2 separate regions of the Mus musculus genome follow, and region 1 is linked to region 2. A link is a contact called in public Hi-C data. All regions are on one chromosome and are shown on one strand. Each heading gives the region's core, a stretch centred on a gene start, on an enhancer-like site or on the middle of the called end of the contact. The rest is flanking DNA. Distances are from core to core; before and after follow the strand shown.

The links. Hi-C and Micro-C count contacts between places; a contact is called where the count stands out from the background.
Region 1: a contact with region 2 is called in a Hi-C map of pancreatic cancer cells, with 4 times the contacts expected there. The contact joins the enhancer-like site here to the promoter of Ikzf2 in region 2. A contact is called at or near these places in 1 of 39 promoter capture datasets (the 3T3-L1 cell line), 1 of 15 datasets of contacts at CTCF or cohesin (CD8 T cells), 9 of 484 Hi-C or Micro-C datasets (the Ba/F3 cell line, the G1E-ER4 cell line, the HL-1 cell line and 5 more), 4 of 115 datasets of contacts at active chromatin or transcription factors (the HPC-7 cell line, the SCID.adh cell line, bone marrow-derived macrophages and 1 more) and 2 of 9 other capture datasets (adipose tissue and liver).

What each region holds. Positions count from the first base shown.
Region 1 is chr1:69,607,314-69,613,491 of GRCm38.p6, reverse strand. All of the region lies in intron 3 of Ikzf2 (IKAROS family zinc finger 2), which reads left to right. Among named protein-coding and RNA genes, the nearest start is that of Ikzf2, 76 kb to the left of the region's middle. Within about 2 kb of position 2,166, at least 28 of the 459 cell types and tissues checked have an H3K27ac peak or open chromatin away from gene starts, as enhancers often do. A contact at or near this core is called in the G1E-ER4 cell line, adipose-derived mesenchymal stem cells, embryonic fibroblasts and 1 more, where this site is marked.
Region 2 is chr1:69,684,414-69,689,888 of GRCm38.p6, reverse strand. It overlaps Ikzf2 (IKAROS family zinc finger 2), which reads left to right and starts at 3,929. Exons shown (of 8, transcript NM_011770.4): 1 at 3,929-4,195.

The DNA of each region.
Region 1 (6,178 bases), core at 917-3,416, 75 kb after region 2:
ACATTGTCTGTACATACTATGTATTCGGCTCCTGAAGAAACAAGAGTTTACAGAAAACAAAGGCTTAATAGTTTTGTCCAACGTGTATTAAATTGACCCACCTTTGGATTGCGCTGTTAGCTGTTTGATTTAAAAAGTTGCTTATTAAGTTGAAGATGGAAGTTCCATTAAATCGTGCCCTTTGGATTTTGTTTCAGGATTAGGACAACCTTTCTATTACTTTATCTAATGGTCTAGTCACATTTTGCCCATTCTGTACTCCATATTTATATGAAGCAGTATTCTCAGCATTGCTGATTATAAAATCTAAATATCAATGTTTTGGTTACTTTTCTATTGCTGTGATAAAACACCATGATCAAGACATCTTAAAAAAGAAAACATTTAACTGGGCTTACAGTTTCAGAGGTTTGGGGTCCATGATGACAGAATATGGCAGTGGGAACATCTGAAGGTTCACATCTGAACTGGCAGGCAGGAGACTTCGAGGCACACTAGGAATTGTTTCAGTCTTTTGAAACCTCAAGGACTACCAGATGTAGATAACACCTCTAATCCTTCCCAAACAGTTCTACCAACTTGGGACTAGTAGAGTCAAATATATGAGCTTTGGGAGACTATGCTCATTCAAACCACCAAAGTGGGTCAACTATGAAAACATGGAAGATGCTCTATGTTTTAAAGCATCACATTCAGCCAAGACTTTGTCCTTTATGTAAAACCGCGTAATAATCACATCCACTTCATTGGTATACACATTGGCTTTTATTTTTTAAAAAAGGTAAAATTATCCTTATACCAAAATTGTTTTGAAGTAACTCTATTTTATTTTCACTAAATGTTTAATTAATTTCACATGACTATATATCTGTGTTAATGTCAACATTTCTCTATCAAATGAGGCAGTCACAGAGTAGAAAAATTAAGTCATCAGTCTTCAGCATGGTGGTATTGGATTAGAAGTGAGGAGAAAAGGGGGCATCCACAAGGGCTTCTGGGTTTTTGCTTCAATAAAAACTCATGGGCCTTCTTGAGTGGAGAGGAGTAGACTTGGAGATTGACAGGGAGAGTTCTATTGGAAACAGGTGAACGTAAAGATTCATTTCTAGAAGTCATGCAGATGAACATGTCTTCATCAAAGACATGTGTCTGAGCCAAAGGATTACGGAGTCAGATTGCTCTCGCTCAGGGTGGCCATTGTGAAACTCCTAGGTGTATGGTGGAGACCAGGGCTGCCAGGAGGTTTTACGACTTGGCATCCTCATGTGCAAGTCACCAAATATTCCTTGTTTTCACTGGGTTGTTTTGAAGATTAAAGCCGGATCATGTTGGTGAATCCCTGACAGTGCTTGACATGCAATTAGCACCCAATAAATATCTTTAATTGTTTTTAATTATTGTTGTTGTTGGCAAAAGGAGTAGGATTTTTAAGCTGAGATTAAATGTTTTGGAATGTGATTAGGATTTGCACTGATAATATCTTACTTGAATTGTATTGTTGTCCTTCATGGAAGTATTATAACCCACAAATTTGAATTCTGTAAGTATATGGGGGCTTATGATTTATCAGTATGTTTACTATTGTGAGGTAGTGGTCATGGCCTCTTAAATAGGATCTACCATACTGTATGCAAACCAAAGTTCCCAAGGAAGTAATGAGTCAAAATGCAATCGACAGATCACCTTTGGATTGCCAGTTTCTTGCTCCACTTGGGTTGATCTTTAGGTTGAGTTCCACAACCTTTGATTTGGCTCAGGTTTTCCGCCGATGAGACTTTCCCTTACCCTTGACCTTAAATGTTAAAATTACTGATTTCAAGTGGATTCATATTCTAGAATTTTTATTTTGTCTTCTTTTTTTCTGTAGAGTCAGTGTATGCTGTAGGATTTTGAGACTCCCCTTATTGCATTAACAGATTCTTAGGGCGCAAAGGCCAGATCACTTAAGAAAACCACAGTCTGTTTGGCAATAGTGGTGAACCTGGAGCAAAGCCAGCCACAGCCAGTATAAAGTTAGATTCCATTCCATCAGCATAATAGTTAATAATAGTCGGCTGATAGGGATGAGGAGTGTGCCTTCTCCCCCTCCTCCCATTCCTCACTAACCTCTCCACCTAATATACCATTCCTTTCCCCATTCCTAGAATTCTTTGCTTGAGCCCAGCTAGGGGATGCTGAGCTAGTGGCTGCTGTGTAAATGCCATAGTGGGGTCTTTCTGAAAGAACTGATAGCCCTGGTGGTGACTACTTAAAAAGCGAGTCATCTCCAGATGTCTTTAGGGATATAGAAAAAAGAGTCCTCTATTCATGTTTGTGTGCGAATAAAACCAAAATCCCGTCACTCTCCTGCTTTATCCCAGGTCATCAGAATCACTCTACTTTCTTCTAGCCAGATAGGAAAGATAGAATTATTTTAATGAGCTTAGTCGTAGTAAAAGTAAATCAGTTTCATTTGTGGTGTCTAGCCCCTAAGCGCACCCGAACTAGTCAAACATTTACAGCATTCCAGGAATTCTTTCCCTGAATTCTACAGGCTCGAATTTGGAGTTGCATTTAAACAGTGAGAAATATTGCTGGATGTGAGATCCACTAGTGTAGTATTGATGGGAAAATCCAACATCATTTTCCTGCATCTAAGCACTTCTTGGTGGGACCATGTCCTAGTAGGCAGCAGCCTCACATTGTGTAACTGTTGACGATAGCATTTTGGTGCTACCTGTAGTTTAGGGTAGCAATTGTCCTTTACCCTACATCTCACCACTACAGAAACACTTGCTAACTTCTAATCACTTGCTTCTCAAATTTAAGAGCTTGGCCAGAGTGATGCCGGAAAGTCTGCATTTTCCAGTGAGTAACGTCCATCTCTTCTGGGGATCTTGACACCCCCCTATCATTAACAAGTCCTCAGATTCCTTTAGAGAATGGAGCAAGGAGACCAGCCCCCCCCCAAATGTATAGTAAAGCATAACCAGGTTGTACCCGAGGATAAGTTATTTCTCAATAGAGTGCATTGTGCTGGCTGCCAAGCGAACCCAACATCTTCTTGCCTCCTTCCTTCTACAGATTATATTGTGGTTTCAGGTGTTGTTCTCAGGTCAGTTTCCCTGGTCATTAATGCTGCAACACCTCTGCTGAGTAGATATCTACTCTCTGGTTCTTTTATTACACCACTGTGTAACCAGCACTGGAGACTCAAGGGCTGAAGCTGTTTGTAAATAAAACTTTAAAAATAGTTCCTGGGACAAGGATGTGGAGAATCAAGTCCTACGTTTTATTTTCCAACAAAGCTTCGCTTAAGTGGAATCACAATGAACTAAGTCATTGTGATTCTTACTATATTAATCTCAGAACCATTCAGTCTCTATGATTCCAGGGGTATTACTCACCCTGCTAGTCAATGACAGCATGTGTCCAATCTATGTAATATCAAAAGTAATCTAACAGCATATAGTTGCTGCCTCTAGCATACTTTTAATAACAGCAAGTTCTTACCGTTTGGTTTGAAAATGATTACCATTATTTTCTAAGAAATTTTAGGCCCAAAAAAGGATGATTTGAGAAAGAATTCAGTTTAATTCAGTAAATGTTCTCTGAGCATTGTTGTGTGCTAGCCTCTGAGTTAAGTATTTAGAATGCAGAATGGATGAACTTGTCCCTGGGTCACAGTGTACAGTAGAATAGAGACAGTTGGATCATTTCATGCCCCTTACAATTGGAGTGTAGAGCCGCTCTTCTGTTAAAAGCCATTAGTTTTGCCAGAATTGGCCAGAAAGGGTTATTATCCTAGGAAATCACATTGGGTCTGAACCTTGAATGATGGGAGCTGGGAAATGAGGACAAACGGAGGCATCCAACACAAAGGAGCCACGCACAAGCAGACTGGGAGCAGTGTATGCTGGGGAAATGGAATTGCTTCAAGGTGGCAAAATATCACTTGTTTGTGGGTCAATGTTATTCTTGTCAAAGAAGGCCATATATGACATATATAAATGACCTTCGGATTATGATGAGGCTTTGGAGTCAAATTTGTAAGCAAGTTAGAAAATTCTTACAGAAGATAGATTTGGGTTTTGTTTTGTTTTTTTCAGAGGTGTGTGTGTGTGTGTGTGTGTGTGTGTGTGTGTGTGTGTGTGTGTGTTCAGGCGTGCACATGCCTGTGCATGCGTGTACACATGCATTGTCCATAGATACCAGAAGAGGGTATGAGATCCTGTAGAGCTGTTGTCATAGGCATTCCTGAGCTTCCTGAACTAGGCTGTGGGATGATTCGGGTCCTCTCAAAGAGCAGTATATGCTCTCTCCTGAACAGAACTGCTTCTCTGTACATCATGTAAGACTAAGAGAACGTTTCACATGAGTGAAGAGTATTTCCTGAGCTTGAAGGACTCATGTCTTTGTTTGTTTTTGTTGTTTTGGGGAAGTGTGTTATATCACTTGAAGATTCGTCTAATCACAGGATACATGGTGCTCTGTGTTAGGGCGTTAGTTGTCTTATGTAACCTGGTATCTGTCAGTACAGACCTTTAAATGTATGTCAAGGCCACAACTTTTCTCCAGCATATTGTCACTTTTGAGTAGCATAGGATGACTTTTAAAATCGTCTATTTTCTCATTGTTTTGAAGGTATTTTGTACTTTGACTTTGGTGCTTTTATAAGATCTAATATGTGTTTATTTCCGTGTCCCACATAAAGTAATTGTAAGTGATTTTCTAACTTTGACAAAGGCAGTGGGTGAGGATTGTTGTGAGAAAACTCTAGCCTGGCAGAATCCTTTATAGCAGGAAAGGGGTGAAGCTGGAGTTAGGTGTCTCTGTGGGCTAGACTCTAAGTAAAGACACTTCTTGGAACTATTTCATGTGTGTCACTCTTTAACGTATCCTTCTCTGGGAAGCAGTGGTTATGTCTGGAATTTCCCAGATCAAAGAAATATTCTAGGATGGGGAAACTGAAGCTGGCTAACACACTCCATTATGGACCGTTGCCAAATATCAGAGCTGGGCTTTGAAATGAAGGGTGAGGGTTCCCCCTTAGGTGCTGGCTTCTCTATAGCATGGATGGGTGTGCATCTCTCACCGGTATTTAAAAGGCAAGGCTTCGCTCATTCCAGCATCTGCGTTTGTACCTCTGAACTCACACGAGCTGAAATTCTATCACCTTAATAGTCAGTATTCACAACATAAGCCAGGTCTTAGTTTGGGGGTGTTTTTCTATTGCCATAGGTTTTAGTGAGTTTATTTTTGCTTTTGTTTTTGTTTCCCATACACTTGTTGCATTTTAACAAAAGGTTTTGAGAGATCCTTTTCTTAGAGCAGAGGTAGAAAATTGCAACTCTATAGGCAGAAGCAAGTACAAAGTAAACATAAAATGTGGTCCTAAATATGTGATTACCTGCAATGCCAAGCTGATCCTTTGGGATTTTACTTTGCAAGCCCATTTTGGAACGGCAAAAAAGGAAAACTTGAACTGTCAAATGTTGTAAAAATCTCCCAGCTTTTATGGATGCTATAGTTAATCAGCTGAAAGCCCCAAGTGAATCGATTATTACCAAATTTATGAGGGAGTCCTTTGGTACTCACTCAGGGCTTACCTGACTTACCCGCTGAGTTACCCACATTCTCATGATTCACCAAAAAAAAGGTATTTCTAACTTCATAAGATATGGTCTGAGTATTTCTTTCCTTCTATGGACAGGGCTTTGAGTGACTGTAATGGCGAGGTGTCTGTGCACGTGTGTTCAGATCCCAACCCTGTGGCAATCCTCTTAGAACTGCCTGAATGGAGGACTGGTCTCATTGCCAGCGGCAGCAGACTTTATAATGATGGTCTTCTATTGCGACCAACCTCGTCCTGTCACCATTGCTGGCTGACATTGTGCCACACACCCCGTAAAAAGGACACTGGTAAATAAAAAAGACAGAATACCTGACAGGTTCCTACCTTTGTATGAATGCTCGTCTGTTTAAGTAGCTGTTTTATTTCCTTAATTCGGCTGTAAACTCTTGAGTACAAAGCTCGTTCCCTCTCATTGCTTTTATTCTGCAGAGACATCACAATTGTTTTATACAGCAAACCTTTAGTATGTATTTTTTTTATTGCTACTGGATTTTATAATCAGTTGTTTCAACATACAGTGTGTAACGCTGAATAGGGCAGAACTGTGGAGAATGTAAGTATGTG
Region 2 (5,475 bases), core at 2,680-5,179:
TTTAAAACCAACATGTGAGCAGAATACCTACAACCATGTTGCATTGGAAATATGTCAGGTCCTGGAACAATGGTGGGAAGGATCAGCTTCCATAGTTTGAACAGAGAGAGTGAGAAGGAGACAGCAATCAGAGCAATGCTTTGCTCTGATGGTATACCTGTCCCCAAAGTGAAGATTTAACCTTCCAGCAAGATAAGGAGAACTAGACTCTCCTGGTGCTATCTTTTCTTGCACAGTTCAAGCATATAACTGCCTAACAAATTGCATACAGAGTAGCTATGGCTAAGGGCATAAGTAAATCCATTCTTTAACCACTACCAAAATATCGTGAAGGGAAATCTTGGCCAACGTGAATTGCTACGGTTTATATGTGGTCACTTTCTCATGAATGCATTAGATTGTGAGTCCAGGTGCCAAGGTCAGACTTCAGAAATATTAAACTGAACTACCCAATTTAGCTTGTAAACACATTCATGACTTCTTCAGAAAACCTGAATTCATTGTAGTCTCTGAATGAGAAAGGAACATGGGATGTTTTTTAAAAAAAATCTAATTCCCACTCTTCAGAATGCCCTCCTAAAATTTGGGCTTCATGAGTTCCTGCCTAAATAGCTCTCTCTTGGGGGACGACTGTGTCTGCTAATAAACTGTCCGAAGGTTTAACCACTAGGGGGAGAGGGTGTGCCTCTGGTGGCTAGGGAACCAATGGCAGCAAATCGGTACACGGATAAGCTAGGAGAGATCTAGATCAAGCAGTGGTCAGCTAGGTGCAAGGACCACATCAAGTGTGGTAGTTTGGTAACTTAGGATGGCTTCTCCAGATCTCACAATGAATCTTCTTCTGCAGACGGATTCTGTGGCTTTTAACTAGGAAGACTTTAGTACTGAATGTTTAAGTCTTTCCCAAGGACCACCATGACTTTGCAGATACGCTGACACTTTTCAAGTGGGAAGGAACACTCTGAGAACTTCTTTCACACTTCATAGTATGTCACCTTTTCTATACTGTAGCGTCACACGCGCCAGCTTTCTGAATTTGCTGTCTGTTGAATTGATTAGAAAGACTCGACTCCTAGATTCTCTTTAGTTTGACCTTTCCAAATCTAACGTTAAGTGTGTGTGTGGGGGGGGGGGGCGGGGGCGGGGATTTTATTCAGAGAGCTGAGGAGTAGGTAAAAATGTTAGTTTTAACAATGTCACAGATATTGCAACTTTAAAGAAAATCATCAGGAAATTATTGAAAACCCGAGCACAAGTGGTTTACTCCCAATGAAATGATTATTTGCTTTAAATCATCATTTTCTATAATTAAAAAAAATGAACTGAACCTATAAGAACAAATTGCTTAGTAACTACAATAGATATAATAAGGTTGTAAAAAGTGAAAATAGATACACTGGACATTATTAGTGTATTCATTGTATACCACTGTGAACCTTTGCTCACACCAGAATCTAAACACAAGGCAGAGCGGTGCTTAAGGTGAAAGTTGATTTTATTTTCAATGTGTCATATGGCTTGCTTCCATGGAAAAGGGGGAAGGGAGAAAACTCTCAGCAACTATTTCTGGGATTCTTTAAAGGAGTGGGAGGCACAGCGCCTGCTCCTCTTTCAGCATTGATTTTCAACACAATATGCGATACGGTTTCTCAGAAATGTTGTTTGGCACTCCTGATAATTTCATGTGATTTCAAACTTAAACCACTCAGACTACACAGTTCAGTATTTTCAGCTCCTTTCATTTTCCTTTTCCCTTTAATTATAGAATTCTTTATTCCCCTTTCTGTGGTCAAGAAAGATAGTAAATGCTGCTATTTGTAGATTGAAAATGCATTTATTTTCTCAGGACGATTCCTATGCTCTTCGCCCAACAAATGTAAACGTCGTGATTGGCATAAGGCTAGGCTACACTTCCAGGCTAACAACTTTTTCGAACCTCACGGTTCCTTTGACTCGGGTGGATGTGGCACACGCCGGGACAGGGGTGGATATAAACAGCAAGTAAACACTCTAATTTTAAACTTGCACTGGGAAGCACTTTCACAATGGGGACAGTGGCGCTCGCTCCGTGTCTCCCAGGGCACTCGCAAGGGTCCCTCTGTCCGGCTCAGTGTCCCAGATCCTCCGGGTGCCGGGAGCCGGGAATCCGGGGAGGTACCGGGCCAGAGAGAGAACTTCCCGCGGCCGACATGAGCCGGGGGAGCCCGAGATCGTCCCTCCCGCGCGGCCAGCGGAGAACGTGAGCAGCGGGGCGCGGGGAGAGGGGCGGAGCCGGCGCGGGGGGCGCGCGGGGCGCGGAGGAGGCGCGGAGGAGGCGCGGAGCCGCGCGGCACTTGTCCTGTAATCGATTGCCGAGCGCGCCGAACGAGCGGCCGAGCGCGCAGACACGCGCCCCCGCCCCTCCCGCCCGCGCGCTCGCCCGCTCGCTCGCTCGCTCACCCGCCCGCCCGCTCCCGGCTCTCACGGACCCGGGCGCTCGCTGACGACCCCCCCCCCAACCCCCTCCGCGCGCGCGCGGCCGCCACCGCCGCCGCCGCTGCCCGCCCTCCGCCCGCGGGCGTCTGCGCGAGCCCGGCCGGCGGGGGAGATGTGCTCGGGCTCCGCCGGATCGGTTTCTCGGGGTTTGACCAGCTGTCCCGGGCTAACCCTGCTCCTCGCTGAAGATGGAGGAAGTAAAAACAGGATTACCCTTAGCTACAGATCCACTGCCTTAGTTTCCACCACCAACTGCAGTGCACAAACACACGTTAGGCACAGGAAAGAAAGAAAGAGAGAGAGGGAGAGGACACACTAACAGTAAACACAAACAAAAGGGTGATGGGATTATTTTACTGCATGCACTGCTGAGGTAAATCTCCGCTTGGCTTTTTGCGTGGGGAAGAACAGCTCTTGTTTTATTTGTCTTCTGATTCATAGATTATCTATCAATTTGTGTATGGTTTGCAAAGGGGTTGGGGAGGGGGAGTGTTTTCAAAGTTAAGTGTAATGATATGGAATCTTGTTTAACAGTGTGGTGTGATCGAATGACTTGTTGCTGTTAACCAGGGATAATAATAATATAGACGCTTTTCTTTGGGGAGGGATGGGTTGTGGCTCTGATTAGGGAAATGATCTCTGTTAAGGACGCTCAGGGAATTTCGTTGAAGATGATGTCCTTTGCCTTAATGTATCGTCCCCTCCTTGTAATCTGCTTCTGGGATGTTAATGGACTAATCAGTTCTCATCTTTATAGCTGTCATGGATTTGGACTTGTTTTTGCTTTGTTTTAACTTGAATTCCAAGAAGAAAGATTGGATAACCTGGCATAGATTGCAGCTGTCTGGATAGAGGCTATTATACTGTTGAGATTGAAAACAAAACAAAACAAAAATAATAATAAAAATCTGGTGTGACACATGTATAACAGCAACAGTTAAATCGCTTTGACAGGTTCTGGTATGGACGAAGGAGATGGAATGAAGATTTAATTTCTTTTTCTTTTTCTTTTTTTCCTATTTTGCCAGAGGCCACAAAACAGTCCTGTGAAGTTGGCCTAGGTTCCTTGCTGGGTTCTGCCTGACTGTCCCTCCCCTCGTACCCCCCCTCCCCTTTTTCTTTCAGTTTTCTTGTCTTAGCTTTTGGTCGATTCTTAAGGAACCGGTGGATCAAGTTTTTTCTCTTCTCGTTAATCGCATTGCTGTAGCACTGACCTCTCTCTCTTTCTCTCCCTCCCTCCCTGTCTTTTTTTTTTTTTTTTTTTTTTTCCTCTTTCCTGAAAGTACGTGGTGCCATTCCTGAGTGACTTTTCCTACTAGACCATCCCAAAGGGACGAGGGGGCGGGGGCGGGGGAGGAGGAGGACGAGGAGGAGGAGAAGGAGGAGGAGGAGGAGGAGGTTGGGGGGGAGTGTTCCTTCTCTCTCATTTCTTGGTTTTGTTTATCAGCCGATCTGTTTGCTGGATTCGGTCTTGGAATGACCCACCTGTAAAGTGCTTTCCCTCCTCCTCGGCTTCAACTCTGCAGGGGGCTTTGCCTGGAGGGGGCAGGGAGGGAAGGGGGGGGGGACACAAAAAACTTCTTTCTTTCTTTCTTTCTTTCTCCGTTTCTCTTCAGCCCGACATTGTCACCTCCTCCTTGAGGGGTTAGAAGAAGCTGGGAGCTCCCGACAGAGCTGGAAATGGTGATGACTGTTTTTTAATCAGAGGACAATTTCTTTTGTATGTACATTTTGTTTCTCTTTCTCCTTTTTCTTCCTTTTTCTTCCTTTTCCTTCACTGAGGGTTTAATAACCCTTTCACTGTTGGCGCAGACTTCTTTTGCTTCTAACTGACGCTTCTTTTTAGTATGTGTGTTAAATGTGTACATTTTTAAAGAGATAGACTCATTTGTAAGCTCTCGGTAGAAACTGCTCCCCTTTAAAACTTTCCGGGTCCCTTTCTTTCAAACCTTACGTAACCTAATTGAAAGAATTTGATAAGAGTAGAGCAGGTCGGAATTTAACTGCTATGTAGTGACTGGGAATTTGATCTGATTATTCCATAAAGAAAGAAAGAAAAGTTTTTGGGGGGCGGGAGGGGGGTAGGGAGGCTGGTGGTGAAGGGGAGGGGAGGGAGAAGGGAAGTGGTTTTGGAGACAAGAAGTGAAGCTGCCTGTTTTCCAGTAAGTAATGGAGAAATTCCAGGAGCTAGGGCTAAATATACTTGGCGATCAATACAGAAATGGCTCATTGTGAATAATTTAGCTGCTGGTGCTTTGAGAGTTTTGAAACTAAAGGCAAAAAGGACCTGGGCCAAAGGGGGGAAAAATAAGTAAAAATCTTTTTCAGGACTTGTCAATTCTGTAACTTTTTCCCTCAAAGAATACAGTTAGATTATCGATCTTCTTATGATGTGAATCAAAGCTAGGGGGTGTTGTCTCATGCAATTTACTTTTGTTTCTGGGGATACAAAAGTATTTGTGTTATTGATGCATGAAAATCATTCCTCACACTTGGGGAGAGGAAAATCCTCCCCTCCCCTCGTGCACAGCCAAAAGTTTCTGACTTGTTGGAACTCCGAATGTCTCAAGTAGGCTTGGCATTGTCTCCGGCCATAGTCTGGCAGGAAATTAGGGTACGTGGAACAGGTGCTCACACAGGATTTGGGGTGGGCTAAAACGTCAGTACAAGCCAGAGTTGGCCAACTGCCGCAAAAGTCTTTGGGATACAGTCTAGTACTAAGTAGTTTTGTTTTGTTTTGTTTTCTTATGTTTTGTTTGTTCTCTGTGCCCCCCCCCCCCCCCCATTAGAACATGATGAACCAACTTGCAACAATTGTGAATAGAGCTGTCTGTATACTAGGGAAGTACTCAAACTGCAGGGCGATTGTGGGAAGTAGTGAGTGGTAAAATACTTAGATAGCAGTTACAGTTGGCAAATTGGAGATTACCCTCTCCTATTTTTTCCCCCAATAAACCGGGTAAATTTTGACGAGAGAGAGTCGTTCTTCTCTTGCTACAG